Linked DNA regions of Mus musculus: all the other regions are linked to region 1. A link is a contact called in public Hi-C and HiChIP or PLAC-seq data. All regions are on one chromosome and are shown on one strand. The core of a region is the stretch at or near the end of the contact, and the rest is flanking DNA. Distances in the headings are between cores, read along the strand shown.

Region 1 (7,190 bases), core at 4,146-6,645:
GAAAAAAAACAACCTTTGTTTTTTCTCTTACTGTGCCAAAATGTGACTAATGCCCACACTGACTAGATCTACTTCAAAATGACATGAACATGCTGGTGAGTCCAGACCAACTTCTCAGCTTCAGCTGACTTCATCGACACTCTAATTAAGAGTTCCACCCACCTTTCATGGTGCTCTACAACATAAATCTAGTCCTGGTCCTATGTTAATAATATGGTTTCCTGTCCTAAAAAATTAAGCACCTGACAACATGTGGAGGCTTCCTTTAGCCCCAGCACTTGGGTGCCAGGTGGCAGGCAGATTTCTGAGTTCAAGGCCAGCCTGTTCCACAGAGAGAGTCCCAGATAAGCAAGGGCTACACAGCTGGGGGTCCACGTTCTGCCTCACAGCTGAGGTGTTGGACAGAACATGGTAGTCTAGCCTGGACTACGAGAGATGCTGACTTTAAAAAAAAGGGGGGGGGGGTGGCTCAGTGGTTAAAAACACAGGGAGGCAAAATGCAGGGAGTGCTTGCTGCCCGAGTCTCCCTGTACACCGCCATCTGGTGCTGGGCTTTAGGGTAGTGTTGAGACTACCTAAACAGGGGTTGGGGTTGGGGGGGGGGGGAGAACAAAATCTAAGATGGGGCAGGCCGAAATTGGGGTTCCCTGACCCCCAGCACCCAGTCACCAGTGGGGTGCTGCACAGAAGAGTCAAGAATGAAGGACTGGGGACCCACGGGCTGCGACTGAGGGCTGAGAACAACAACCAGGGCACTCCAGCTTAGCTCATCAGTGATGGCAGGCAGGTGTCTGGAAGCGCAGAGAGGCCTTCTCCCCACGGGAGGTTTTGATGGAAGAGACAGTCCATGTTTATCCATACCATTAACTGACTGTTCATCATGGAAAATGGATGCATACCAACTTCTCAGGGTGGACCAGAAATTTTGCAGGGAGGAATGTCCAGGAAGGGAAGCTGATTGGCTAAACCTCCAGAATCTCTAGGTACCTCATCAGCATAGAGGAACCAGTTTTGGGCTACATGACCTCCATGGGGAGAATAATTGCGTGTTCTAGGCCAGGAATCTGGCTGGGAGCAGGGAGGCACCTAGCGTCTCAGGAGGATACTGGGTTCTCAAAACGGCTCTACTTCACCAAGTTTCCTGGCATGGTTCAATGTCCCACACACAGTGAAACACAGTCTTGAATAATACTAACAAAAGTCTACTATAAATACCAACTACATTCATGTAAAATACAGTATTCAAAATCTGGCCCCAAATTTGTTCTCATATAAGTATCTGACACATGATACACAGGTGTTATTACATCTCAATGTCCACTGGAGTTACTGTGCACCAAGAATGAACTATAGTGAACTCTGGCCTGCTCCTGATAAGGTACTAGGGCCTCCAGGGAGTAAAGGTAACATCCACTGACTTTCAGCTGGAATTCAAAGCATGAATGAATGCATAAATTCCTCTCCCTGAAGACTATTAACTGCTACCAATGTCAACTCTGTCCCACCCACCACCTCAACTCTTCTTTCCTACTGCACACCATCCTCTTCGCAGATGCTCTTGGGCACATAAACCCATCACTATAACCATAACTATGACTTCTCTATACACTATTAGATTGTACAGACAAACTCATTATTTACTTTAGTCCTGCTATTTTTTTAAAAGATTTATTTCTATCTTACATTCATGGATGTTTTGCCTGTATATATGTGTGTGTGTGTGTGTGTGTGTGTGTGTGTGTGTATGTATGTATGTATATGTGCACCATGTGCAAGCAATGCCCATGGAGGCCAGAAGAGGGCAATGAAGTCCCTAGAACTGGAACTACAAATCTGTTTGCTAGCGTATGGCTGCAGGGAACCAGAGAGGAGTCCTCTGCAAAAGCAGAAGTGCTCTTAACAGCTGAGCAATCTCTCTAACTTTGACTAGGGACTATTTTAAATTAGGTACCCAGTAAAAACAACTTAAACGACATTCAGTATGAAGACACTTCCAAGCGAGCTGTTTAACTTCATGGCGCAGACAAAACTGACCCTAGTTAACTGTGGCAAAGCTGGGAAGGAAGGGGAAGGGATCGACACTGACTTGTCCAGCGGTGGTTCTGGAACTACACCGAGGAAGGAACTCTACAAGTCAATAAAGTTTGGAGAAAGACAGCCTTCCTCCCAGGCTGCAGCTCAGGGGCTGAAGGCTCTAAAGTCTCCCCTCCAGGTCAATGTCCACTGCTGCAGAGGTGAGCTTCACCCAGAGAAGAAGGTACTGAACAATGTTTTACACAACACCAGGCTTCCAAACTCAACAAAGCAGCTAGAAAAACAGACGTTTGGCTGAAAATAAAATACCCGTTTTTAAATATCCTCTATCAAACTGAGGTTCTACTAATGTGCATGCAGATATCATTTCCAACCTCCAAATTCTCCACTATAGGTCTGTGTTGCTTGAAACTTTCATCCACCTGCCTCCTCCATCCCTCAGTATTGGGATTACAGGTGTGTGCCATGCCTGGCTCCCTTCATGTTTTTTCTAACACAGTAGGAAAAAAAAGTGCTGCAAATAAGTCAGTCCAAACCGTGTTAGCTGCCCCAAAGATCAAACTCTACAAAAAAGTTTTTCCAGGACACTAACTCTTACAAATGGTTTAAGGGTGAAATTTTGGACCACCCACAAAACAAAGCAGCACACACAAATCACATCAACCCCACATTACCATTCTCTAGTGGGAGGACACAGCTGAGAGACATCGTAAGGACACAGTCAGAAAAAGTCCAGAAGCCATGGTCTTCCAGCTCAGAGATCAAAACGGAGTCACTCCTATGGAAGCTATCCAAACTGAAACTAAGTTGTTATCTGACCTTCAGAAAAATCAAAGACAACCACATTTCCCCAACAGGCCAGTTCAATCCACAGGACAAGAGTCCCTCAGTGAGGTGCTCTCACTCAGTTTTGATCCTCGGCGAACGCCATCCAGAAGTGACTGGATGTGGAACTAGCTGTTTTCCTATGGGATTTTCCCGGCTTCCACTTTTCGAGGGAAGCAACGTTCAGGCCACAGCTCCCTTTCATCCTTTGTCTTCAGCCCTCTACTGCCCCATAAAAGGAAGTCCCAGGCTCACTAAGAGCAGTATTTTTCAGAGTTCCCAAAATGAAAATGTGAAATGTGATCCTAAGGAGAGAAGAAGAGGGCACCTCATCCCTCAGAATGACAGACCGGCAGGGCCTCAGGCACAGGGCTGGCCGAGCATACCGCCTCAGACTGCTGTTTGCTCTGGAGCTGGCAATTAAAGACACTACCTAAACAGCCACCCAGCCTCTATCCACAGATTGGGGGCACATGCTGGGGGTGTATCCACAACATGAAAGAAATGCCTTCATTCCCTAAAACAACCTATTCTATTTAAGGAACGTTTACATGGTAGGTAGTTTGTTGTACTAGGAGGCAAAACCTGGAGTCCAACATGTATGTGCAGGACAACTGCTCTACCACAGACTTCTGACTTTTTGAAACAGGACCTTAAATTATACAAGCTGTCCTTAAACTTCCAACCCTCCTCAACAACTAGGGTTACAATCCTGTTACTAGGCCTGGTGAAGGGTGACCACCCTATCCTATGTAAGAGATGGGCAGCATCAGAGCTTAGCTATCCCAGAAAGGCTTAAAGCACCTCCTTTGAACACTAAAGTGGGCTTGACTAGAGAAATTCCATAGTGAAAATCTATTTTTAAAAAACCTTAAGCATGGCTCAGCGGTTAAGAGCACTCACTGGCTGTTCTTCCAAAGGACCCGTGTTTGATTCCCAGCACTCCCATTGTCTAACTCCAGTCCCGGGAGTTCAGAGCCCTCTTCTGGACTCCTTGAGCACCAGACACACATGTGGTACACAGACAAATATGCAGACAAAACATCCACACACATATATTTCAAAAATCCTAAGTATAAAAAGACAGCCCCTCACTCGATTGTACTCCAGGCGGAAAAAGGAGAGTGGCGCAAGGCCAGTCTAGAGTACAGGAGACCTCATACAAATTCACTTAGACTGAAAGCCTTTTGCTTGATCCATTTCTTAGGCATGTCAAAGTAGGATTTTAAAGCTAATTTCGTTTTACTTATTGAGAGAAACACTACACGTTTTTATAAACATAGCAGGCTACGTTAATACACAATTACCAAATCTGATAACGGACATCCTGTAAATCGTGTTCACCCATTAACTAATACTGAAGGGGTTAAAAAGGCTAAAGATGTGCCTCTTCTATCTTTCCAAAATTTCACCACCTCAGAAGTGCGCTCAGGATGTATAGGTAAAAAAACGTCTAAGATCCGGTTTCATTTTCACTCTCTAACAAAAGCTATGCAGAAGGCAATTACTCTCCATCAATCCTTTCAGGCTGCAGCTTCTTCCAGAAAATTCCAAGGAAAGTTAGTGAGGCATTCGCATTTCGATACGGATACCATCTTTCTCGCTAGTCACACTAAAATCCTTTACAACACTTGAACGAATCTTGTATTGCTTTTGGATGTACACGATAAATAAACAAGCCTTTAAACCAGAAGTAAGACTGCACGCGCGCGCGCACACACACACACACACACAGAGAGAAAAATCCTTACAAAACCCGAAACCCAATTCATAGACCATCGAAACCAAATCAATATAAAAACAATTGCGTAAACAAACTTTGAGATGCGCAGGCAACGTCGTGGATGACTGAAGCCATTTCTCAACCCGACACCCCCCGCCTCCCGGAAAGGCCCAGAACGCACCATCCGTGCAGGAAGCCGCCAGGGACCGCGACCCCCGGCGCTGCGCAGTATCCGCACCGCACATCTATCGGGCGCATTCGGGGAGGCAAACCCAAGGTCACGCAGGCCCGCGCCCCGAGCCCCCCAGGCAGGGCGTCACCGGGATGACCCGTCGCGGGGGTCCCGCCACGCCCCTCCCCCGCCCGGTTACGCAATGCCCCCGCCCCCGCCCCCCGCCCGGCACGGAACAAAGCGCGCGGGAAGCGGCCGCGGGGCTGGGGCAGGGACCCCGCGAGCGCCATGTTGGCGGGGGCGGCGGGGACCGGGCGGGGGCGACGAACAAAGGAACTCGCGCACGCCCCGGCCCCAGCCCGCCGCGCCCCGGCCCCACCGAGCCCGGCCGGCAGGGGGCGCTGAGGGGCGCCGCCCGCGGACAATGCGCCCGGGGCCCCGCGGGCTATGCTCACCTGGGTCCGCGCGCCGTGAGAGGCCCACTCGCTTCCCCCCTCACGGCCCTGCAGCCAGCCCCACGCGCGTCTCACCTGTCGGCCACCGAGGCTGCCCACGGGGCCGCCGTGGTTCGCTCGTGCTCCCCGCCGGCCCAGCCCGAGCCAGACGGCGCCTCCCCACCCCCGCTCCTCGCCGCGGCCGCCGCCCGCCCCCCGGCCGCCACGGCGCACGCGCACTGCGCCCGCCGAACTGCGACGGCCGCGCCGCCCCGGCGCCCGGCGCCGCCGGACGCACTGCGCAGGCGCGGGTGGGAGGCGGGCCCTGGCGGCGGGGGCGGGGCCTGGCGCTGCTCACCTGGAGGGTGGGGCGCGCACCCGGAGCGGCGAGGTACACGCTGGGGAGCCGCGGGCCTGGCGTAGAGCCGGCCTCTCTTACAAGCGGAGCAGGGTCGGGAAGACGAACGGAGAGTAGCGGGCGTTGGTATTTACTCTTGCACGGGAGGACGGCTTCCAGGAGCTATCCTGACTCTTTGTCCTGGGACCTTACGTCTGCTGTCTCGGGTAGCTGCCTGGCTAGCTGCGGAGATGCAGGAGGCTAGGTCACATGACCGTGCGCCGCGCAGGTGCACTTTCCTGCGGAGCAGCAGCTTTGGACTGCAGGACGCGAGCCCTTTAAAAATATGGATAGGCTCCCCCATGCTCCCTTGAAGACACACCGCCTTGCTGTACGCCGCACTGCGCAGTGGCTGAGGAACTAGGCTCAGCTTGCAAAGCTCAGGGCCTCCTGCGAACACCTGCTGAGGGTGGCTGCTGCAAACACCTAGCCTTGGCCTAGCTGCAGCCGCTGCTCTAGAAGTCACCCCGGGCTCCTCGCGAGGCTGCAAGCCAAGACTTCCCACGATCGCACGAGAATCCGTGCGACTCTGGTTCCAGTTAAGATCGCCTATTGAGGATCTGTTTGGCTGTGGGCAAGGAAAGAGAGAAAAAGAAAACGTCCGGGATGGTTTGGTTTGAGGGGAAGTGAAATACGGGACCTGAAGCTTCGTCTGGGTCTCCTTCCCTCCTTTAACCCAGTGTCTGGATCCAGGCGGTCACCGACCTGGTTCCTCGAGTGCTGTAGCACTGCCGCATTGTAATAAGCCTCCTGCCAGAGTGTTGCCAGGTCGAATTACAAGACGTTATTGGAAAGCCCTTTGCGCACTCCAAACCTGCAGCACGGCTCTTAGTTCGCTGTGCTCTTTGGGATTCCATTGGCACTTTTTTTTTTTTTTTCAAAATAAGATTGATATGTGCCTGCTCAAATTAAAATGCTTGTCTCAGATGACATTCTTGGCAGGAGCAACGTAGTCACAGACCGAAGAGAGGGCTAATTTCAGTAGAGATGCAGCCAGCCTGGAGATCACTGAGAGAAGATTAGCTTTTGTTGTGTTTAATGTTTGATCGTGGAGGCTGACAGGAACAAGGAAGGGTGTGATAGGGAAGGAGGCTGGAGTGACAGTATGGAACACTTCCGTTTCCTTGGTGACACGCCTGGTTTTTTTTGGTTTGTTTTTTTTTTTCTGTTCTCTAGAGGAACAGAACTTACAAAATGAATATATACATATGGAAAGAGTATGTATTAGAATACCTCACAGGCTTTGATCAAGTTAGTCCAGCAATGGCTGTCTACCCACAGAAGGTCCAGGAATTCAGTAGTTGTTCAGTACTGAAAGCTGAATGTCTCATCTGGTCTTCAGCATACGCTGGAATCTCAAGCAGGCTATAATGTGAGTGAAGGAATGGACTTGCTAGTGAGACAGCAAAGAGCAAAAACTTCCTTATTCCGTGTCCTTTAAATAAGCTGCCAACAAGTGTGCCCCAGATTAAAGGTATGTCTTCCTACCTCAGAAGATCCACATTAACCGTGTCTCTTCCCACCTCAAAAGGTCTGGATTAAAGGTATATTTTTTTTACCTCAAAGATCCATATCAAATGGTTTAATTAAGCAGAAATCCATCAC
Region 2 (7,591 bases), core at 2,442-4,941, 240 kb before region 1:
ACCTAGTGGCCTTTGGTCATGAAAACCAAAGCATCCTATTGTAGAAAATATTTAATCTCAGCCAGGGGCTTCTATCCTGTGTTTGATTATTCAGATCCCAGATAAAAGACATGCATGACCTTTATATTTATAATAAGCCTTTATGAGCACTAATGCTTGGCATATATCTACCCTCTATGCTATTAAAATCTATTTCCTATCGATAACCCTAAGTTATTACTATGTTTCATTTGGGCTGCTCTTAACTCCAACTGTCCAGTCCTCGGGGCCATATTTTCTTGACTACTAACCCATGGTGTCTTTCTCTTCTCTCCACCTTCTTCTCTCCACCTTGTGGTCCTCCTCTGACCCCAAGCCTGGGAGTCCTAAACCCTGCCAGTGTCTTTTCTGCCTAGCTATTGGCTGTCAGCATCTTTATTCACCAGTCAGGGGTAATTTGGGGCAAGGTCACATAGCATCACCTGGGTCTATGTGAGGTCTCTGGGAACCACCAGTATTTAGCATAGCAAAATTCCAAACCTCAACAGCATCCCCCTTCCAGTCAGGCAAAAGGATGACAAATTGGCCCTGCTAGTAAAGACAGTTGTCACTAAGCCTATGACCTGAGCTCAATACCGAGGACACACACAGTGGAAGGAGAAACCTGATTCCTTCAAGTTGTTCTCCACACACAAGATGCACCATGTGCACACACCTAGACCTACCCAACACACACAATAAATAAGAATATAATTAAGAAAACTTTATTTTTCTTATTTAGTTTCTATTCATTGTCATAAACTTGACTCTGCAATCCAGCTTGGCTTGGAGGGGAATGAGGAAAATATGGAACTCCAAGAATTTCATTGAGAGCAGAAATTACAGAGTATTGTGAGCAGATGGGGTGGCAGGCTCTCTTGGGGTATGGTTGTGGGTGCTCTTCTGAGCTACTAAAGTTCTGGTGGGTATGATTGCAAGTCAAAAGAATTAGAGTTTTTTCACAGTCAGAAATGGTGATCTTCTTGCTGGTCTTGCCATTCCACAGTTTGCACGATGCTCATGCCTTCTTTTACCTTCCTAGAGGCCACATGTTTGTCATCCTGCCACTCAATCTTGGCAATGAAGATTAAAAAAAAAAACACCAACACCAACATCAACAAAAGACCTGGGAACTGCTTGTGTTTGGTCCAGCATTGGCCATGGATGGGATGCCAGAACCTGTATGCTTCAGGATGACCTTCTCATCCTCAAATTTCTCCACATAGAAGACTCCAGTGCTATTATGGCGTGTGACGTCACCACCCTGGAACAATTCTGTGAAAGGAGTAGCCCCTCCCCACACCCCAGTTTTTAAGATTTATTTAAAGATTTGTTTATTTATTTTCTATATATGAGTATACTCTAGTTGTCTTCAGACATATCAGAAAAGGGCATCAGATCTCATTATGAATGTTTGTGAGCCATCATGCAGTTCCTGGGAATTGAACTCAGTACCTCAGGAAGAGCAGTCAGTGTATGTGAGTACACTATAGCTGTCTTCAGACACACCAGACAAGGGCATTGGATCCCATTCCAGATGGCTGGGAATTGAACTCATGACCTCTACAAGGGTAGTCTCTCCAGCTAGGAGTAGCCCTTCTAGCCAAACCCTTTCTCTCCCAAACTCAGAGCATGGAAGTTTTCTGCTGCTGCCTTTGGAACTTTGTCTGCAAACAGCTTGAAGGAGGTGCAGCCCAAGGGCTTGACCATGATGTCGAAAATCACAGTGGGGTTGATCACAGCTGCAGGAAGCAACAACAGGGGACAGCAACATCTGCAAAGCCGAGAAAACTTTTCAGTCTAGAGAAATGCATGCCCACACCTGTATTTCTGGATGTTGTTCTGAATGCTAAGCCAGAGTGAGCAGGTGTGAGAAGGAATCGCACTGGCACGAGAGAAAGAGATGAATAGCGTGAATGTCATCCTCTGCCAAGAGGCCCATGATGGCACTCTGTCCCTAAGTGTTCAGATTCAGCAAGGGTTAGGTATTAGCAAGAAAATGCACAACTGGTTATGAAAGGAACTTGAGCAAGCAGAAAACATGAGCTCTCTGTGCTTGGAAAAGATCTAAACACAATTCTGAAATTAGTGGTAAATACAACCTAGAAACTCAGCCAGGGGTGCTCAGCTGATAAAGTGCTTGCTCTGCAAGTCTGAGGATCTGAGTTCAATGCCCTGGAACCCATTAAAACTCCAGGCATAGTGGCGCATCCTTGCTGTGAGTCAGAGGCTGGTGCTCAGCAGCCAGTCAGCTTAGCTGAACCGTGAGTTCCATATTCAATGGGAGACTGTCTAAAACATAAGATGGAAGCTGACTAAGGAAGACACCTGCCGTCAACCTCTGGCCTTTGCATACATTCACAGGCACCGGTGCATGCACCCATGTGTGTGAGTGCATGCTCGTGTGCCTGTGTGGGGGCATGCGCATGCACGCGTGCGCGCGCGCGCGCGCACACACACACACACACACACACACACACATTAAGGATGAAAAATAGGGACTGTGAGTCTGACTGTCCCTGTTAAAAGCAGTACAACGTTGGCGTCATAGGAAACGGTGCTATGAGGAGGAGGCTGGTAGAAAGTGTGGCTAGCTCTGCTCCTGCTGGAGTCCACCCACCATGTAAAAAGTTATCAGTTTCAAAATAATGGATGCTTGTGAGCTGGAAGACAATTTGTTATTTGAAAAAAAAATCCAAAATGCCTGTTAGCTGTTATTCCAAAATAAGTTTCACATAAATGATAGCATTGCATATAATCATTAAACCAAAATGGTGCTACCAACCCAACAGGTAAATTGTATAGGTCTTGCCAAATTATGAAAGTCCTTTTCGAATAGGGTATAAACTCCAGGTGTCAATGGGAGCAAATCTGACACATTAGACCTCACAGAAAAGTCTACTGCAGTTTAAAAGGCCATAGATACACGCCAGGCTGCTGTAAAGTAAAACTTAGAGGTGTTAAACTTGTCAAAGAGGGAAGCCCTTAGTACAAAGGGATTCTCACAAGACATCAAGAAAAAAGATGGATGACCAAGACCAAGCCTGGCCTTCAGAGGCCTTGAATGAGTACTCCACAGAGGAGACAATAGTGAGGCAATAGGTAAACAGGACTCAGTGCCACTAATTAAAACACAAATCAAAACAACTACTGCATCCAATCCTATGGAACCATCAGGAGTTTGTTGGAGAGAGTGTGGATAACCTTTTCCACGGAACTGTAATTGGTAAGCCAGCAGCAATTCAACTCCATTTCTTAGAAATTTATTCTACACAAAGACAACATTGTGGTGATTATTCCACACATTATACATGGTAATTGAAAACATGGTTTGCTTGGTTTTGTTTTTTTTGTTTTGTTTTTGTTTTTTTTAAGATCTGTTACAGATCTACATACATTTTCTCCACACGTGAAACTTTTTTTTTTTTTGCAGAATTTTGGAACAAAATTGGATGCGAGTTGCCTGAGTTCCTCTGAAGAGAGATGCTGCGTGGTTGGAAGGAACCCATTGTGTGCTTAGAAGGCTGGTAGTTCCTGGGGAGATGGATGGTGGTCCTGAGTCCTGGGGCATACAGGCAGAAAACTGACAGCCTTTCCTAGCTGAGGCACGGCTGGGCTCTTCTTTCTGGGAAAAAGAAACAGCGTCTCAGAATTGCTTCCTCAGGGGACCATGGGCAGGAAGGATGCCTTTGTGAAATGTGCTGTGGCTTCCTTGCAGCAGCTGTGGGTCCCAGGGCCCTGGATGTGCATTTGCTCCCTCAGAGACAAGCAAAAATACTTTACAGATACAGGAGCCAAATACACTTGAGTGGGGACTGGCTTTCCATGGGAAATCTCCACGGTTTGTGGGAGAGATCCTTAGGCTCGTTCCTTCCAAAGTTCACTAGCAAAGTCATCCGAGGAAATATGAAAAGGTGAGGGGTCCAGAGTCTCAGACTGTGGAGGAAGATGAGACATGCCTCCACTTATTTAGGAAAATTAAAAATAAGATTGTTTTTCCCTGTCACTGTAAAGAAAGCTGAATTCCGAAGGGCAGGACCCATGGCCTTCAGAAGAGGTTCAAGTGAGTCCCTGTGGGTTTTCTGGGAAGTGCTATTGCACGGGCGATTCCAGGTAGTTGTGTCTGTCCAAGCAGCAGTCTGGCATCTAAAATGCATCCTGATCTTGTTTTCTGTAAGGGAAATTCCTGGCTAGGATAAGTCTCAGCTGCTACCCCAGGTAACCCTTTCCATCAGCGGACAGGCAATAACTGGGCTTTCTCATTGATGATTCCTCCATGAATGTGTATATATGGGAGGGGGTGTGCACATGGATCCACAGAGGCTGAAGGAAGACACTGGGCTTCCTACTCTCGCTCTGCCTCATTCCCTCACAGACTCACAGACTCGTTCACTGAGCTTGGAACCCGGTCGGCAGCTAAGAAGCCCTAGCCATCTTACTGTTTCTTCTTCCCCCCAGAAGAGTACGAGGGTCCCAGGCACAACTGTGGCTATTCTTAGCTTGCAGATTTGAACTCAGGTCCTTGGACGTCGGGGGAACAAATGCTCTTACCCAATGAACCATCCTGGCTCTCTCTCTGATTACTTCTGCAGAGGAATTCAGTGTTGGCTAGAATATCACCTCTTCCTTCCATGTGTAAGGGGGTTATTTTCTCCTACACATGACTGACCACCATCTATACTTATAGAAATAATAGATAACCTCTCATTGAAGTATGTACACACAAACACACACACACACACACACACACACACACACCACGGAAATGGGGGAAATGATGAGCAACACCAGAGTGGGCACCTTCTCGTAAATGAAGACTTGATTTTCACAATGCCTAACTCTGTGGGTAAAACCAGGCTGCAGGTTGGCGGCAACAGTTTTTTTTCTTACCATGCTTCCCAGCCTAACCCCGTCTTGGCACATGGCAGAGAATGTGAGACACTTCAGTCATTTCCATTCTTCACATTTAAAAATGCTATTTATTATTGGGGAGCTCACATGCCACAGTGCACATGCGCCAGTCAGAGGATGACCGTGGGGACTCCGTTCCCTCCTTTCATCTTTCCAGGGACTGAATTTCAACTTCCCAGGTTTTCATTCCAACCATGTTTACCTGCCCAGACATCTTTCTGGGCCCTGGTTCTTGAGTTTTAAATGGCCCAGCAGTGGTCTTCATTATTTCCAAAGATAATACTCATAGGTTTCAAATACGAGATTACACTGAGAATTCGGGAATTCAGTACTGTAAGGTGATGAGAACCCTCAGGAAAGGCGGGTCAACGCAGGGATTCATAAATGGGGCACATGACCTCTGTGAAGACGTGGGTCAGTTCTGCCGTGGGCTCTGATGGGAGGGGTCAACAGATCAGAGCTGGTAAATGGCTCTCTGTCCCTCAAGAGCATGTCACAGGGATGTTGCTCGGTGTTGAAGAGTTTGGGGCAGACAAAGTGGAGTGTGGAGAACAGTTAGGCACTGGAAACATCCTTGGTGTGTGGAATTTTCCAAGGGAAGCTATTTCCTTCGGACCCTGGTAATTCTGTCCCTCCCAATCCCCCATTTCCCACCATAAATGTTGAGAACTCCAAACCTACAGGGAGAAGCTGCCATTCACATTCTGAAAGCTTCAAGTGAGATCAGACAACCCGGGCAATTTCCCTGGGCCTGGGGATTAGGGCCAAACACCCACAAAGGAAGGGAAAAACCAACATTAATTAGGATTAACTTGAAGAGCCGGTGAGAAGGGAGACAAGCTAGAGACGTGATGATTTGGAAACTAACGCAATGTTTCATGTGGTACTTAGACAAATTGCCTGAGTGTCTGAATGACCGTGTGGGCCTGAGGAAGGGTTGATTTGGAGAGGGCAGACAGCGCCTTAGTTTCTGAAGTAAAGTACTGCAGAAAGATTGTACGTTAAAGCTTAAGGATTTTAAAATGTTTTAAACAAGGGAACCTCCATATTTTCATTCAGTGAGAAGAAAAACCCAGAGAAATCTGTCATGTCTTCCACTGTTCAACATACATGTACATGTGTGTGTAAAGAAGCATGCAGTGAGTGCAACAGTGTGTGAGCATACAGAAGCCATAGAAGCACACCTGTGCATGGCCTTGTCACCCTAAGACAGGGCTTGTCACGGAACTGGAAGCTTGAGTTTTTGCATGGCAGGCCAGTGAGCTCTCAGGATCCACTTGTCTTTACCTCATAGTATTTGGGTTATAGCAGTGGCTCTCAACCTTCCTAACGCTGTGACCCTTTAGTCTAGTTCCTTTACAGTTAGTGACCCCACCCCCCAACCATAAAGTTACTTCATTGCCACCTCAAAACTGTAATGTTGCTACTGTTATGAGCCATCATGCGAATATCTGTTTTCTGATGGTCTTAAACAACCCTTCGAACAAGTCATTTAACTCCCAAAGGGGTTGCGGGTGCGACCCACAGGTTGAGAACCCCTGGGTTGCAGGCAATGCAGCCATGCATGGCTCTTTTCATGGATCTTGTGGGTTCTGATTCAGCTCCTCATGCTCTCAGGAGGCAGATGAACCATCTCCTCAGCCCCACTCCCCAACTTCTTACATGCTCCTTTGAGTACCCGTCATCCCGTCTCTAAATCACGAGCTTGCATTGGCTCTGACCCATCCAAGTCCTGATCTTACGTAAAGTGTGGCAGCTGAGAAGTTAGCTATCTGAGCCTCTCTCCCTTCTCTTTCCTCCACCTTGAAGTGTGGGCACAGTACCTCCTTATACAGCTGGTACAGTCAGGGCTTAGTACCCCTCCCCGCTTTGGAGGGGTCTGGTTCTCTGGGGTTGCTTTCCTATCTTTTTAACCTAACAGTGCAGTCAGAAGCCTCACTCGGCCTCCAGACTCCATTGAGCCCACCCTTGCTGGAATCCTTCCTTCCCTCCTCCAGGTTGGTCTTGGATGACTGCTCCATTCTGGAAGTTCCCCACCCAGCTCTCCTGGGAGAGTGTGCTTGCCTTGGCCCTCTATTTTCGATGACTACATCCTTAGGAACTTCCACAGAAAGGCTGAGTCCCTGCATGCCTGAAATATCTTGATTCACCATCATGCTTGCTTAGTATCTGTGGTGGATTCTGGAATGACGTGCTCCTGGTTGATTGCTCTTCCTTGCGATCTCAGGGGTACCGCTCCTTTGTTATTCTCATCCAGGCTATTAACAGTCTTATTATATTATTAACTTATTAGGGACCGAAGCTGGGGCTGTGGAGATGGCTTGGTGGGTAAAGACCTTGTCGCACAAGGACTTGAGTTTGGATAACCAGAACCCACTTACATACAGACATCTTTGTAGTGCACATCTGTAATTCCAGAGCTCTCTCTCTGTGAGATGGGAGACAGAACCAGATGGCCTGCAACAAGCAGAGTGAAAGACTGGCTGAGACAAAATGAAAGGACATGACCAACAGCAGACATGACCAATAGCAGACATGACCAACAGCAGACATGACCAACAGCACACATGACCAACAACAGACAGACATGAACAACAGCAGACAGATATGACTAACAGCAGACATGACCAACAGCAGACAGATGTGACCAACAGTAGACATG
Region 3 (6,994 bases), core at 555-3,054, 170 kb before region 1:
ACATTCTGGCACCAGATTCCTTAGGGCAGCTCCTACCCCCACTGATACCAAAGACCATGAGACACAGTGTTTAATGTGTTAGTTCACCAGCCTTCCATGGAGCTGACCAGGATCCCATGGGTCAGAGCTTTCCTTTTGCTTAGAAGGCAGGCGGTGAGACAGGATAACTCTCCACCTATCTCCTAGCTCAGACTTCAGGCTGGCTTGTAGGAAGAGGACTCAGGTCTTGAACTCCATAATTACAAAAGGCAGGATAATTCCCTATGGCTCCCAGTGTTTCCTAGATATGGTGACAACTTCCTCCATGACTTATTTATTTTGTGTATGTGTGTATGCATGCACATGGAAGTGCTTTGCCCAGTCTGGGTAGCCAGCAAACACTCCAGGGACCCTCCTGTCTCTGCCAGCATCAAGACTGCAAACATACACCACTACGTCCAGCCTTTTTATATGGGTTCTGGCTGCTAAAGTCAGGTTCTCATTCTTCCACAGCAAGCCCTCTCTCCAGGCTTCCAGAAATACGATACAATAGATATCAGGAAGTTGTAGTAGGCTTTCTATATGTTTAAGCCAACTTGTATCTGGTACCCAAGGTCAGAGAGCGTGAGTCAGAGGGAACCAATACTGGCTGATAGCTTTCTATTACACTAAACACTGTGACGTTGTGTGTGTGTGTGTATGTGTGTGTGTGTGTGTGTGTGTGTGTGTGTACATAACCTTTTCATAGTCTATCAGGGAATATCTTCCACACATCTTCAGGAATATCTGTGTGCACACACAGAAAGATCCCTCACACCAGTGTGCACACACAGAAGGATCCTACACACCAGTGTTTACAACCAGTGTTCACAAATAGAAGGATATCCTACACCAATGTACACACACAGAAGGATCCCCCATACCAGTGTGTGCACACAGGACCCCACATACCAGTGTGTGTACAAGTGTGTGTACATACAGAAGGACACACACACACACCAGTGTGTGCACACACAGAAGGATCTCTCACATCAGTGTGAACACACAGAAGAGCTCTCACATGAGCGTGCACACATGGATCAGATATGCAGAACGATGAGTCAGATATACACACACGCTGAGCTGCCTCCTGGCCTGCCCAGCCTGGATACTCAGATGTACCCTGTCTCAAACCCTATTGCTCTCCACAGCAGGCAACATGACTTCACATAGATCAGGCTGTGGAGCACTGATCTTTTCCAGTCTGGAAGACAGTCACGTCAGACATGTACTACTCATCTGGAGCCTGTCGCTTTGTCGCCAAGGTTCCAGAGGCTTGGATGGATACACATCCAGCCCCCCCCCCTTTGTGACAAATCCTGGTTCCCAGGCACCTCTAAGGCCACTTCTTCGTGTTTCAATCTCCATCTCAGTGTGGGAACATTTCAACAAAGCCTTCGGAGAAAGCTTGACCTGTAATTATGGAAACCAAGAATGCAAATGTCTGTTAACACTGGTTCCCCACGGAGGCCACCAACTCTTGAAGTAAAAACACCACTGGCAAATGACCCAGGTGGGCTGAGCACAGCATCTCAGTCTTCCCACAGGAGCTCACACGCTCCTGTGTACCAAAGAAGCCTTGTTGTCCCAAGCAGTATCAGTCCTCGAGTTCCAGAAGGTTCCAAACGCTCCGCCAGTACAGCTCTTCTCACTCACTGGAGTCTCCATCCAGTCTCACACTCTCAACTTCAAAGGTCTCAGCTGCCCCCACCATGCTTCCAAAACACCCTGCTCAGGACAGGATTTGCTAAAGAGGAATAGGGAACCGGAAACAGCTGTGCAAAGAGCCCAGGGCTGGGTCCCCTGGGGCTCACGCCTGGCCATCTGGGTCTCCTCTTCAGGCTAATCTCCTCAGTTCTCAGAGAGGCAGCCCATTAACTCAGACAGCTGGGAAATGATAGAAACCATCTTTTTCTTTTCTTTCTTCCTTTCTCTCTCTCTTTCTCTCTTTCTCCTATTTTTTTTTTCTTTTTAACTCATTCTTATTGTTCGTGTTTATGTTTCAGGATCCTGGGGACTTTGAGCCTCTGATCTTTCACAAGCTGTTTAAGCCCAGAGGTATGGGTGCTGGGAACTTGTTAGGAGCGGGTGTGGCGGCAGTCCCAAAGGCGCCAGAGACTGCAGCTAAGTCATATGACTTGCACCTGACTTCCTCATATAAGACACAAACATCTTGAGTGCTGCGCAGGTGTACCAGGATACAGGTGAATCCAATTTGATGGAGATTTGCCCCTGCTGCCCTGATTAGCTGAAGCTGCGTGCCTGGTGAGGTGGCGTGGCCTGCTGTGCGTGGATGGGAACTGAGAGAGAGTATAAAAGAGTGAGAGGCCCAGGGTTCGGGGGAGATATAAACAGGGGAGATATAAACAGGGGAGATATAAACAAGGGAGATATATGGAGAAAGAAGAAACAGGACTGAATAAATGTGTGCAGAAGGATCCTGTAGCAGCGTCGTTCTTGCTGGCGAGTTGGGGGCGCGCTCGAGAGTTATATGGAGAAAGAAGAAACAGGACTGAATAAATGTGTGCAGAAGGATCCTGTAGCAGCGTCGTTCTTGCTGGCGAGTTGGGGGCGCGCTCGAGAGTTGGTGCTGAAACCCGGGACAAGAAACATCTTCAGGCATGAGTGAAGACCCCCTGCTACAGGGAGGATTCAGAACTGCATAACGGGGAAGAAGGGGTTAATAAAGGTTCCTGTAAAACAGACTGTTGAGAAGGATCTGGCGTGGATTCAGAACTATTCAGCTGGGGAACGGTACTGATGAAGAGAAAGAAGAGAGATGAGGACTGAATAAACTGCTGTTAGAAGGACTGGTGGTCGCGTCGTTCTTCCTGGCCAGTTGAGCGCGCGCAAGAGGAACTCATGCCAAGACTCCCTCTTACTGGGGTCCTAGTTAAGGGTCATGTGGAGCCAGCGTACATGAGAGTATTGCTGGCAGGTGGGCTGCTAGGTTGGAGACGTTTTTTTCATTTCAGGTGTAGTTTGAGATTTTGATGGAATGCTTGCCTGAGTTGTGAGCTCACTTTTTCTGGAAGCAAAATGTCTCCTACAGAAAGAACAATCCCTGTCCTCAGTTAATCCCAGGTCTCTGCTTTTAGCAATAGATTTCAATCTCTGGCATACTCTTCCCTGCAAAACCCAACACTGGGCTGTGGGGAGCTCAACAGACAAAGTGTTGTGCAAGTGCAGGGTCCTGAGTTCAAATCCCTAGCACCCATGTGAGAAGCTGGGCATGGCAATGCCCTTGTAACCCCAGCTCCTGGAAGGCAGAGACAGGAAGATCCCAGGGGCTCATTGGTCAGCCAGTTTAGTCAACTGGTGAAGTGCAGGTTCAGTGAGAAATCCCTCTCAAAAAATATCACAGAGTGTGATCAAGAAAGCACCTGGAAACTCCAGTCTCCAGTCTTGAGTCCACATGCATGCATGTGCAGGCACTCACTCACCAACACACACACACACACACACACACACACACACACACCAAGTCTAAATCTGAGAGCAGGCACTCTGAACTGAACAGGGTGACAAACAGCAGCTATCACCTGGGGAGCAGGCTCCTCTGCCCATGCCCCTCCTCCCAGCCCCCTCTGCATTTGTCTTATTTGGGTTCTCATAACAGGAGTAGTGAACCCAGCCTCAGCCCGCCACTCCCCGCCTGGGTCAGTGACTCTGCTTTCATTCCCAGATGCGATGATGTCTTGCTTTAGAAAAATAAATGCAGGACAGGATGCTGGGTCACGGGAACACAGATTGAATATGAAAATAATAAACTTATAAGGAGTTTTTTTATTCTCAATTCAAAGGAAGCCAGTTCCACATTTAGCTCTTACATATTTCTAAAAGATAAGCTTACAATTTTTAATATTAAATTTTTGCTTGAACCTTTTCATTCCCATTTCGTCTTTTATGTGGAAAGTTGGACCCATAGGAAACATATTTGATACAGAAATGACCTTTTCCCCCCCAATACATTTCTTCTCTACTTTGCAACAAATACTATTTTAAGATACTGAACATCTTTTTTTTTTAGACATTCTTTTAAAAAATATTTATATGTATGGGTGCTTTGTCTGAATATGTCTGTGTACCGCATACGTACAGTGCCTACCAGAAGCCAGAAGGGGGCATCAGATATTTTGGGATTGGAGTTGTAGACTCCAATCCAAGTTGCCAAGGAGGTGCTGACATTGAACCCAGGTCCTCTGCAAGAGCAGCAAGTCCCAGCTGCCAGACACCTTGCAGCAGAACTGATACCGACACCCTGGAATCCAAGACAGAGCTCTGTTCCTGAAAGATGAGATTTTCAGTAGAACTTTGGTGCATGAGAGAGTAGTTAGACACCAAAGCCGGCACATTTCTGTGCTCCTTGCCCAGAGTCCAGCTTGCCTCTCTTCCTGCTGATGGCTCTGGATTTCTGGGGAGGCATCAATTGTTCCAAGCCTTTCTTATGATGAGGACCCAAGTCACGTGTACACTGTCTGCTGCTATGACGGAAGGCTTGAGATTATCACCTTATCAGGAGGTCACTTGGCTCATGGTTTCAGAAGTCCCAGTCCACTGCCACTTGATCCTTTTGCTTTGGGTCTGTGCTGGGATAGCACACTATTGTGGGAGTTCATAGCCTAGGAGTCTGTCCAACCCATGGCAGAGAAATGACCTCCTGGTTCTGCTCACCTTGTGACAAAGGAGAGTGCTCACTTCACAGCAGTCGGAAAGCAAGAGAAGAAGGGGCCTCTCTATGATAAGGATCCTAATACTCCCCTGGATCTGCCTTGTGATGATTAGTGTCAATTGTCAACTTGACAAGACTGGTTTGAAATCACCTAGGAGACAGGCCTCTAGGCTCATTGTGGGGGATTAACTATTGAAGACCCAGACAAAAACCCAAACACATGTTGACACCTTATTTTTTATAAAGAAGCCAAAATTACACATTGGGAGAAAGACAGCATCTTCAAGAAATGGTAATGGTCTAACTGGCTGCCTGCATGTAGAAAACTGCAAATGGGTCCATATCTATCATGCTGCACAAAACTCAACTCCAAGTGTATCAAAGACTTCAACATAAAATCATATACACTGAATGTGATAGGAGAGAAAGTGGGGGATGGCCTTAAACTCATTGGCTAACTTAAAAAGACTTTCTGAACAGAACACAAATAGCATAGGCACTGAGATCAACAATGAATAATTAGGGGCTCATGAAACTGAAAAGCTTCTGTAAGGCAAAAAAACAAAAACAAAACAACCCCCCCAAAACAAACAACAACAAAACCTGTCTAAAGGACAAAATGGCAGCCTATAGAATGGGAATAGATTTCTACCAACTCCACATTTGATAGAGGACTAATATCCAAAATAAATAAGGAGCTTAAGAAACTAGATATCAACAAAGCAAATGATCCGATTAAAAATGGGGTACAGGGAGCTGGAGAGATAGCTCAGCAGTTAAGAACACTGACAGTTCTTCCAGAGGTTCTGAGTTCAATTCCCAGCAACCACATAGTGGCTCACAACCATCTGTAACAGGATCTGATGCCTTCTTCTGGAGTATCTGAAGACAATGACAGTATACTCACACACATAAAATAAATAAATCATTTTTTAAAATAGGAGTACAGATCTAACAGAGAAGTTTTGTTGGGAGCCGCGCCCACATTCGCCGTTACAAGATGGCGCTGACAGCTGTGTTCTAAGTGGTAAACAAATAATCTGCGCATGTGCCAAGGGTATCTTATGACTACTTGTGCTCTGCCTTCCCCGTGACGTCAACTCGGCCGATGGGCTGCAGCCAATCAGGGAGTGACACGTCCGAGGCGAAGGAGAATGCTCCTTAAGAGGGACGGGGTTTCGTTCTCTCTCTCTCTTGCTTTTCTCTCTCTCTTGCTTTTCTCTCTCTCTTGCTTCTTGCTCTCTTGCTTCTTGCTCTCTTGCTTCTTGCACTCTGCTCCTGAAGATGTAAGAATAAAGCTTTGCCGCAGAAGATTCTGGTCTGTGGTGTTCTTCCTGGCCGGTCGTGAGAACGCGTCTAATAACAATTGGTGCCGAAACCCGGGACGAGAAAAAAACTCGGGACTGGCGCAAGGAAGATCCCTCATTCCAGAACCAGAACTGCGGGTCGCGGTAATAAAGGTTCCCGTAAAGCAGACTGTTAAGAAGGATTCAACTGTATGAATTCAGAACTTTTCAGCTGGGGAACGAGAGTACCAGTGAGTACAGCTTTACGAGGTAAGCCTGGCCTTGAACTTTCTAACGAAATTCAAGACAGTCTATCAGAAGTAAAGTGGAATATGTTTGGCCTTGAATTTTTTCTGGTGTTAGGAGCCCTTTTGTTCCTTTTCACATGTTATCAAGTGATTAAGATAGGGCTGAAAATTCTAGAGGAAATTCAGGACAAGCTATCAGAAGTAAAGCGGGGAGAGAGAGTAGGAACAAAAAGGAAATATGGTACACAAAATAAGTATACAGGCCTTTCCAAGGGTCTTGAACCCGAGGAAAAGTTAAGGTCAGGTAGGAATACCTGGGGAGAGATTAGAAAGAAGGAAAAGAAAAAAGAAAAGAAAAAAGATCAATTAGCGGAGGTCTCTAGGAGAAGGAGCCTGTGCTCTGAAGAAACAGACTGGGAGAAAAAAGCGGCTCATTATGAAAGAAAAGGATACCAGCCGCCAAGTAAAGTGCTAACTAGTCATTTAAGAAAAAAGCCAAAAGCGGCTGGCGAAGGCCAGTTTGCTGATTGGCCTCAGGGCAATCGGCTACCAGGTGCACTCCCGCCCTATGCGGAGTCCCCGCCCTGCGTAGTGCGTCAGCAATGCGCAGAGAGGCAGTGCGCAGAGAGGCAGTGCGCAGACTCATTCATTCCCCGAGAGGAACAAAGGAAAATAGAACAGGCATTTCCAGTCTTTGAAGGAGCCGAGGGTGGGCGTGTCCACGCTCCGGTAGAATACTTACAAATTAAAGAAATTGCCGAGTCGGTTCG
Region 4 (7,818 bases), core at 1,424-3,923, 210 kb before region 1:
GTCAAGAGCTAAATGAGTCAGAGAACAGACAGAATCAAGCCATCTCACAAGCAGGCTGCCTGGACACACTCATTCATTTCTCTCCATGTTTCACTGTGGGTATGACACATCTGTTTCCTTGAGTTCCTGCTCTGACTTCTCTTAGCAATGGGCTGTGATGCCAAAGAAGTTCTTTCATCTTTTAAGTTGCTTTTGGGAAGAGGGTTTTATCACAACAACAGCAGGAGACTAGAACTGTCCACCAGGCACTGTCCACCAGGCACAGCTGGGCAACCTGGAACGTGAGAGTTGTCCCAGGGAATTGCCTGCTCAGAATGTAAGAAGGCATTTTGTCTACCCCAGGACCACATGGACTCAGGAGACAGGGTCAGAAGACCATAGTCATCTGCACCATTAGCTTCTAAACCTTAATCTTAAGACCCACTTCACATGTCCCAGCCACCTCTCCCCAACAAGGGCAACCTTGACCTGGATGTGGTTCCATTCGCCCTTGCTTCTTCCTACACAGAGGTTGTATATAAAAATGGCTCCCAGCCAGTGGCCACGGCTCCCCACCCAGACACTGCCACAGAGGGAGATTCTAGACCATGCTCTGTGAAGATGAATCTTCGTATCTGCCCTAACCTGACCCAAGCACTGACCCTCAGGAGCCTCCAGGGAGGTCAGTCGTCAGTAAGTGCATAGAAGTTAGTCAAGGAGATAAGGGCTGGGAAGGCAGAGCAGACAGGAGGTCAGTCAAGCCCTTTGTCAGCCTCTGGGAAGGCCCCACCCAGGCCCACTGCCACACAAGCCTTGGGCAGAACTGGTTTCCACACTGCTCTTCCTCCCCAGCCCCCACCTTAGTCTCTTTAGCTGTTGCTATGACAAAACACTGTCAGATACAACTTAAGGGGAAGGGTTTGTCCTGGCTCACAGTTCCAAGATACAGTCCACCAGTGGGGACATTTAAGATGCACGCATGCTGCTGCTCAGCTGCCTTTCTCCATTTACACAGTCCAGGATGCCCCTGACTAGGGAATGACGCCACCCTCAGTGGCTGGATGTCCCTACCTCAGTCAGTGATGGAGATAATCCCATGAGCCATGCCCAGGTGATTCTAGATGCTGTCAGGTTAACACTAACCATCATGCCTCGATGTTGGTGGTTAACTTCCTGTAGTGTGTCTAGGGAACAGCATGCACAGAAAAACTGGGATATAAAAAACAGAGGAAGGAGAGAGAGAGAGAGAGAGAGAGAGAGAGAGAGAGGGAGGGAGGGAGAGGGAGGGAGGGAGAGAGAGAGAGAGAGAGAGAGAGAGAGAGAGAGAGAGAGGAGAGAGAGAGACCCTGCTGGCATTTCCCTGCCTTGGTGCTGTAGGTGATGTGTCAGGTTTAGCTGTTGCCCTCCTGAGGTGGAGGCCTGAGCCTCTTTCTCTTCCAGCTGGGACACCTGCCCCGTGAGGATTGGCTGTGTGGAGTGCACAGCCCCCTTCTTCCCTGAGCGAACTGAGGACTTCAGAAAGGTCGCATTTGAGTGATCATAATTCCAGTTACCCACGTTCCTCAGAGCAGGTAGCAACTGCCCCGTGTTCTTTGGAGATGACGCAGCAATGCTGGAGAACAAGGCCACCTCATTTCTCCGCTTCTCTCTTCTGTCTCCTCGTGGCTCACCCAAACATTCTCAGTTCCTCCTAAGTTTCCTCCCTCACGATTTCTCTAAGCTGCAGCAAATCTTCCTGTCTTTCTGTTTGAATGTGTGCACACACAAGCCTCTTGAATGTGAGTGAGGACCACTCGTGTCTGAGAGGGAGTCCTGATTAGAAACCGCGTTCCCAGTCACCATGGGAAAGAGCACTCTAGCTAAGACAGTCTTTCCCACAAAGCCCTTGACCAGGCAGCTCTTTCTGTTTTAATTGCTAGCCAAAAACTCTCAAAGACAAATGTGGTTCTCCTGAGAGGAATAAAAAAAAAAATGAGGTTTCATCTTATATGCCATCATACTGGGAATCAAGGCGACACATTATCTAAGAATCAGAGAGACTGGGGGTGGGGGATAGCTCTGGGCCAGACCACTGAGAAATGAAAGGATTTAGACACCCCCTTCTCTGGGGTGACAGGCCAGGATTGCTAAAGTTCTGAGGAGTGTGCTGGGGTGGGGGTGGTGTGTTTCAGTATGACTGAGAAAAAGTCTCATCCATTAGAAAAAAAAAATGTCAGAATATGGCTATGAGCAAAGGCTTTTAACTGGCTTATTAACAACAGATATCCCCAAGCGCAGATAAGCCCAGTTGGAAGGCAGAAAGCAGAGCTGAGATATCTTCTGACAATTAAGGTACAGCCAGCGTCATAAGGAGGTTGGGGGAAGAGTGTGACTTTCAAGGAGGCACGGAGCAGACAATGGAAGTCTAAAAGCAACCCTGCTTAGCACACAAGAGGATCACAGGGACTACAGCAGGGCCACTCCCCCAGCCTGTCCCCTCTGCAGCACGCTGCCATAGCCACTAATGTCCTGAAAAGAAGGGTAAAGTGCATTTCCCAACTCCAGCCCTGACCGGGCCTCTAATTTTACTTCCATGAGTGTGCCCTGATGGATTTTTGAGAAGGGAGAGGTGGGTCATAAATAAAACAGGGCCCACAGCAGAGCTCTAATCAGTTGCAGCTGCTGCCTGAGGAGGCCTGACAGGCAGCTTGCCTTGGGACCTGGTGCATTCTGTGGCCAGCATGGGGGCGGGAAGACAGTGGATGCCTGGGGGAAAGGCCTGAGACATGAGTCTGCAGAATTCATTGCTCCTAATTAAAACCGCATTTACAGAGAACAAACCGTAGGGGCGGGGAGCATGCAGTGGGATTTCCTTGTAGCTTGGAAAATGAATCAACTTGGAAAGGGGTAGGGGCTGCCTATCTGCAAACTCCCTGCTGCAAACAGGACACTGCCCATTTCCATCCAAATATAAAAACCTGACCCATATTGTAGGGGAATGTGCTCATGGGGACCCCAGAGAGTGTCATCAGAATGGGGGACTGTTTAAATAGGATGACTGAGTCATTTGGTGGACCTAGAAGCTCTGTCCTCAGAGCTAGTGAGGAGACAATGCTCTGTGTGTGTGGGGGAACCAGGGGGCTTCAGGTAGGAAAAGCCCTACGTGACCATCGCCTAGTGTTTTCATGGAGTTTGTTATCTTGTTAACTAAAGAAAATTATAGGTCCTATTGCTGTGTATGTCTTTCAGTCAAAAATAATTCCGGAGATGAAAAGATGTTTTAAAAAAAATTAAGGTACAGTAGGGTGCCTTACAGGAATTGGTTTAAAATGGTCCTGTCATTTGGAGAGAACTGGTTGGCACATAAGCCAGCCTTGTAGAGAGGTGTAAGACCAGAAGTGAGGCAGAGTCTTTGGGATGTTCTTTCTCAGTCAGTCAGTCATTCATTCAGTGTGTGTGTGTGTGTGTGTGTGTGTGTGTGTGTGTGTGTGTGTAGGGAGGGGGTGCTGTTGCCCCTGTGACCTCAAGGCAAGGCTGCTCCAAAAGAGGCATAGAGAGCTGGCCCTGGCTGTTCTCCTGGGTGGCAGGAGCCCAAGCAGGACACTGCTGTAATGGTGGCGAGGGAATCAGACACACCCTGTGCAGGCTGAGTGTGTTCCCTGTACCTGGCACAGCTCAGTGGCATCAAAGGCCAGATGAGCTGCACTCTATGAGAAGGGCCAGCTGGAGGCCCTCTGAAGCCAGCTGTCCCTGCTTTAGCTTCTGAGCTCAGCGGGTGGGAGAAGGTTCCCAGGACGGCCTGCCCAACTCAAGATTGACCAGCCAGCCACCCACACAAGTCCTGGGGGAGAGGGCACCACATCTCACCTCTGACTCAGATAGACTGAGGACAAACAAAACACAAACTGAGCCTTCAGAGTGAGACATGGGGACTTAAATAACTTTAATACTCCCACCAAGGGTTCATAAGGTTCCTAAGAGCAGGCTGAGGCTCTGGCCTGATGGCTCTAAGTCAAGGGACAGTCTGAAAATACAAACACCATCTCTAGTGGGATGCAGATGGATCTCAAGCTAGATGAGCAGAAGAGAGTCCTGGGAGCCAGAGGATTATTCAAAATAACTCAGCATTGCTGCAGCTGCTCTATCTTGCATTGATTTATTAGGCTGATGTGTGTGTGTGTGTGTGTGTGTGTGTGTGTGTGTGTGTTTTCCCCTTGCCCTTTTCCTATTCCTTCATTCAGGAGACAACCCGAACGTGCTTTTGTGAGCATTCCAAAAGAGTGGATGTAAACCTTTGATACTGCATCAAGTCTCTGCTCTGAAATATTGCAATAAACATTGGAACAAGGTAATAGACAGACCTTGCTCAGACTTCTCTCAGTGTGTATGTGTGTGTGTGTACATGTATGTGTGTGCGTGCATTTGTGAGTATATGTGTATGTGTTATATGTATGTATTTGCATGTATATGTGTGTACATATGTGTGTGCACGTATGTGTGTATGCGTGTGTGTGTGCACGCGTGTGTGTGTGTGTGTGTGTGTGTGTGTGTGTGCACGCGCGCGTGCATATGTGTGGAGGTTAGAGAACATCCTCAGGTGTCACTTTTCAGATGCCATACCCTTTGGTGGGGTGGAAAGCCTGGTCTCTCAGTGGCCTGGGATTCACCAAGCAGACAAAGGCTGGCTGACCAGCCAACTGCAGAGACCTGTCAATTATGTCCTCAGTCCTGGCATTACAAGGGCAGGCTACCATACCCAACTTTTATTGATTTGTTCTAAGTAAGTTCTGGGGACCAACCTTGGGTCCTTGTGTCCTTTTACTGACCAAGCTGTCTCTCCGACCCAGCATTATTTGTTCTTTGGATTTTTTTTTTTCCTGAGAGGTTGTAGAGAGGATAGTGTGACCCCATGTCCCACAGAACTGGCTGATGGCCCTTCCTACTGAACTTCCAGGGAGGCCAGGAGTGGAAAAGCCCCACTTCACGCCCGTGTTTTCAACAGCATACTCTAGCTAATTAAAAGACCACAGGATTAATCTTCACAACCCATAAAATCCATTCTTCATTTATTCTTCCAGTTCATAGAAGCAAGCAAAGAAGTCAGGGCAACTTATCCTGACTTAATTTGCCGCCTTTTGATCTGCCCCTGAACCACACGCTCACTCAGAGAACTGAGGAAGTCTGTTGTGCTTGAACTTGGTGTCCTTTGGAGCTTGGGGAAAAAAAAAACGTCTTACGCTGGCTGGATCATTAACAAAGACGAACAACTGTGATGGATGAAGGGGAACTTCATCTGGGCTCTGTTCCGAGCAGTTCATGCAAGTTCGTGGCTGTTGTTGACTTTAGTTATCTACAATGATGAGGACCACAAGCCAGGCTGGCTCCCACTTCAGCTTCATCCATTTAAAGCTTGTCTCTCTGAGGTGGAAAAAATGAAGCAAAACCCCTCCCTCCCAGGCCAGGAGCACTGAGTGCCCCTCCCTCCCAGGCCAGGAGCACTGAGTGCCCCTCCCTCCCAGGCCAGGAGCACTGAGTGACAGTTAGGCCTGGCTCTCCACAGCTGAGGTCACTCTTCATCCCTGCTCTGATGTCTGTCTGTCTTCCATCTCTGAAATGATCTGTCCACAACACGATGGAGTCACTTTATAAGTGACCTGTCAGTGGCCAGCATCTCCATAATGGCTCTCTGGGACGGGCATGCTGATGTGAGACTTGCATTCATTTTTTTTCCTATTTTTCCAAAAATCATAAATAACCCCTATCCAAACCCACAGCTGGTATTTATCGCTGGGACTGTGCGGGCAAGGACGGGACAGCAAAAACAACAGCTTCCCACTCTGGGGAAATAAGAGGCTTAAAGCAACGGACTGGCATCTGAAAGGCGAAAGATGAAGCCTGTTGAGTCCTGCCTAGGACCTATGCCTGAAACTCCAAGGCCTGGCGAGGACTGAAGTCACCAAGCCCTGTGCTGCAAAATTCAGTGCATGAACAGAAACTCAAAGATGCTATAGTGACAGATCAAAAGGAGGCTGCCAGAGAAAAGTTTTGTTGCTCAGATTCCAAGAGGAGGAAAGGTTTGGAGTAGCAAGCCGGCGGTCTGAGGAAAACCTACGCAGGAGGAGTCTTGACTGAGCTTTCTGCTGTAGGGAATGGTTAAGGCAGATCAAGCACTCTAGGGATTGCCTGGCAGCCATCCTAACATCAACAAACTCTGGGGTACAGGGACAGACTCTGTGTAGTCTGAGTGAGAAACATCCCCAGTATTTGAACTCTTGGTCCCCAGGTAATGGTTGAATATGGGGAGGTTTAGGAGGTGTGGTGTTGCTGGAAGTGTATCGCTAGAAATGGGCTTAGATAGTTTAAAACCTGGTGCTACTTCCTGTGTGACCTCTCAGATTCCTGCTCCTACTGTCATGTCATGTCTGCTGCAAGTGGGTGGGGGGGGGGATTGGGGGACTCATTGTTTTCCCACTATGCCGGACTCCTGTCTCTCTGGAACCATAAGCCAAAATAAACTATTCCCTTCTATAAGTTGCTCTGGTCATTGTATTTTTATCACAGCGACAGAAAAATAATGAACACAAGCTCCCCGCCCCATGCTGCCCAAAGCCTGTTCCCAGGGTATGAAGGCAGGTAGCTAGAGTCTGGTCAGTGAGGCGGGTGTGGATTCAGAATTGATCGGTTCGTATTCAAAAAGTATGCTCTTTTGGTTTGTATAATGCCTGCAGGCATTGGCCGGCCCTGGGAGAAGCCATCCCTCCAGAGTCAGTGAATCTGAAAGTTAAAGATAGCCAAAGCATCATTAGTGCAACCTGCCTCAAGTCCAGTGGGAAAGCCACTGTGTGGGACTGTTTATTGGAAGATAATGTGGTGCCTTCAGGCCTGGTCAGAACACAAAGACCTGTCTCTCCTATCTAGCTCCCCTTCCCAGGGGCCTGAAGTTAGGTTGGCAAGAAGAATTGTTTTTATGGACAATGGTATGGCCACTGCAGCCTCAGCAGCAGGCAGAGACATCTAGATGCAAGGTCAGGAACTCCTGTGTTGCTCATTTAGTGGCTTGTCTCCAGCTGCTACAAGCTTAGAGCATTTCGTTCCTTCTCAAAAAGAATAGCTGGCCTCTTGGGAAGACAGCATGGGTTCATGGTGGGGCTTGCAAGAGACCTTATCAGCTCCTTACTCATGGCACAGAAGAAATTCTCTCCTGTGGGCTTTCCACTTAGTTCATGGTTATCCTCAAATCCTGGCAGTGGCCTGGCAGACCATATGCTCTCTCTCTGAGGACTCAAAGCATCAACGTCAAACTGCTGCAGTTTCCTTTTGTCACACAGCCTGGGAGTGCACAGGTGGTGGGAAGAGGACCTCGTCCTGCAGAGTCACTGTAGTCTGGGCATTGCCTCACGCACTCTGTCTCCCAGGCTGCCTCCTTCAGTTCCGGAACATGGTGCCCGACTCTTGGCTTTTTGCCTCTGGTTCCCAGAAGCTCTCAGAGTGTTTCCCTGAGGGGGTATTCAGCCTGTCTCCAGGAGGAAGGCTTTCCCAAAATGAGTGGAAGCAAGGAGAAATGGTGCCTTTCCCACTCAATGACTAGTTGAAAAGAAAAACTAGGGTCTGGGAGATGACTAAGTTGATAGAAGGCTCACTAACTGTATTAGTCAGAGTTCTCTGGAATAACAAATGAATCTCTCTCTCTCTCTCTCTCTCTCTCTCTCTCTCTCTCTTTCTCTCTCTCTCTCTCTCAGAATTGATAGGAATGACTCACAGGCTATGGTCCAGCTAATCCAACCATGGCATGGCAGACTATGAATGGAAGGTCTAAGCATCCAGTAGTTCTTCAATCCATGAGGCTGGATGTCTCAGCTG

Evidence for each region. A called contact is a pair of places that touch in the nucleus more often than the background predicts. HiChIP or PLAC-seq counts read pairs in DNA pulled down with a chosen protein or histone mark.
Region 2: an H3K4me3 HiChIP or PLAC-seq map of the 230-238 cell line shows a contact between it and region 1, with 10 read pairs. The contact joins the enhancer-like site here to the promoter of Spin1 in region 1. A contact is called at or near these places in 4 of 39 promoter capture datasets (the C10 cell line, liver and pre-B cells), 5 of 115 datasets of contacts at active chromatin or transcription factors (the 230-238 cell line, embryonic forebrain, embryonic midbrain and 1 more) and 2 of 9 other capture datasets (adipose tissue and liver).
Region 3: a Hi-C map of centrocytes shows a contact between it and region 1, with 2.7 times the contacts expected there. The contact joins the enhancer-like site here to the promoter of Spin1 in region 1. A contact is called at or near these places in 6 of 39 promoter capture datasets (the C10 cell line, cranial neural crest, frontonasal cranial neural crest and 2 more), 5 of 484 Hi-C or Micro-C datasets (centrocytes, nephron progenitors, pre-B cells and 2 more), 2 of 115 datasets of contacts at active chromatin or transcription factors (the 230-238 cell line and large pre-B cells) and 2 of 9 other capture datasets (adipose tissue and liver).
Region 4: a contact with region 1 is called in a Hi-C map of muscle stem cells, with 4 times the contacts expected there. The contact joins the enhancer-like site here to the promoter of Spin1 in region 1. A contact is called at or near these places in 6 of 39 promoter capture datasets (the 3T3-L1 cell line, the C10 cell line, cranial neural crest and 2 more), 9 of 484 Hi-C or Micro-C datasets (B cells, Th1 cells, embryonic fibroblasts and 4 more), 3 of 115 datasets of contacts at active chromatin or transcription factors (the 230-238 cell line and embryonic midbrain) and 2 of 9 other capture datasets (adipose tissue and liver).

What each region holds. Positions count from the first base shown.
Region 1 is chr13:51,099,085-51,106,274 of GRCm38.p6, reverse strand. It overlaps Spin1 (spindlin 1), which reads right to left and starts at 5,395. Exons shown (of 6, transcript NM_146043.4): 1 at 5,285-5,395. 9430083A17Rik (RIKEN cDNA 9430083A17 gene) reads left to right here and starts at 5,548. Exons shown (of 1, transcript NR_029463.1): 1 at 5,548-7,190.
Region 2 is chr13:51,333,086-51,340,676 of GRCm38.p6, reverse strand. The region is part of intron 2 of Gm46414 (a long non-coding RNA gene); the gene reads right to left. It also overlaps the pseudogene Gm6056. Among named protein-coding and RNA genes, the nearest start is that of S1pr3, 72 kb to the left of the region's middle. Within about 2 kb of position 3,691, at least 8 of the 459 cell types and tissues checked have an H3K27ac peak or open chromatin away from gene starts, as enhancers often do. A contact at or near this core is called in the 230-238 cell line, where this site is marked.
Region 3 is chr13:51,269,636-51,276,629 of GRCm38.p6, reverse strand. The region is part of intron 2 of Gm46414 (a long non-coding RNA gene); the gene reads right to left. Among named protein-coding and RNA genes, the nearest start is that of Gm46414, 64 kb to the right of the region's middle. Within about 2 kb of position 1,804, at least 47 of the 459 cell types and tissues checked have an H3K27ac peak or open chromatin away from gene starts, as enhancers often do. A contact at or near this core is called in the 230-238 cell line, centrocytes and pro-B cells, where this site is marked.
Region 4 is chr13:51,309,531-51,317,348 of GRCm38.p6, reverse strand. All of the region lies in intron 2 of Gm46414 (a long non-coding RNA gene), which reads right to left. Among named protein-coding and RNA genes, the nearest start is that of S1pr3, 95 kb to the left of the region's middle. Within about 2 kb of position 2,673, at least 178 of the 459 cell types and tissues checked have an H3K27ac peak or open chromatin away from gene starts, as enhancers often do. A contact at or near this core is called in B cells, adipose tissue, embryonic fibroblasts and 4 more, where this site is marked.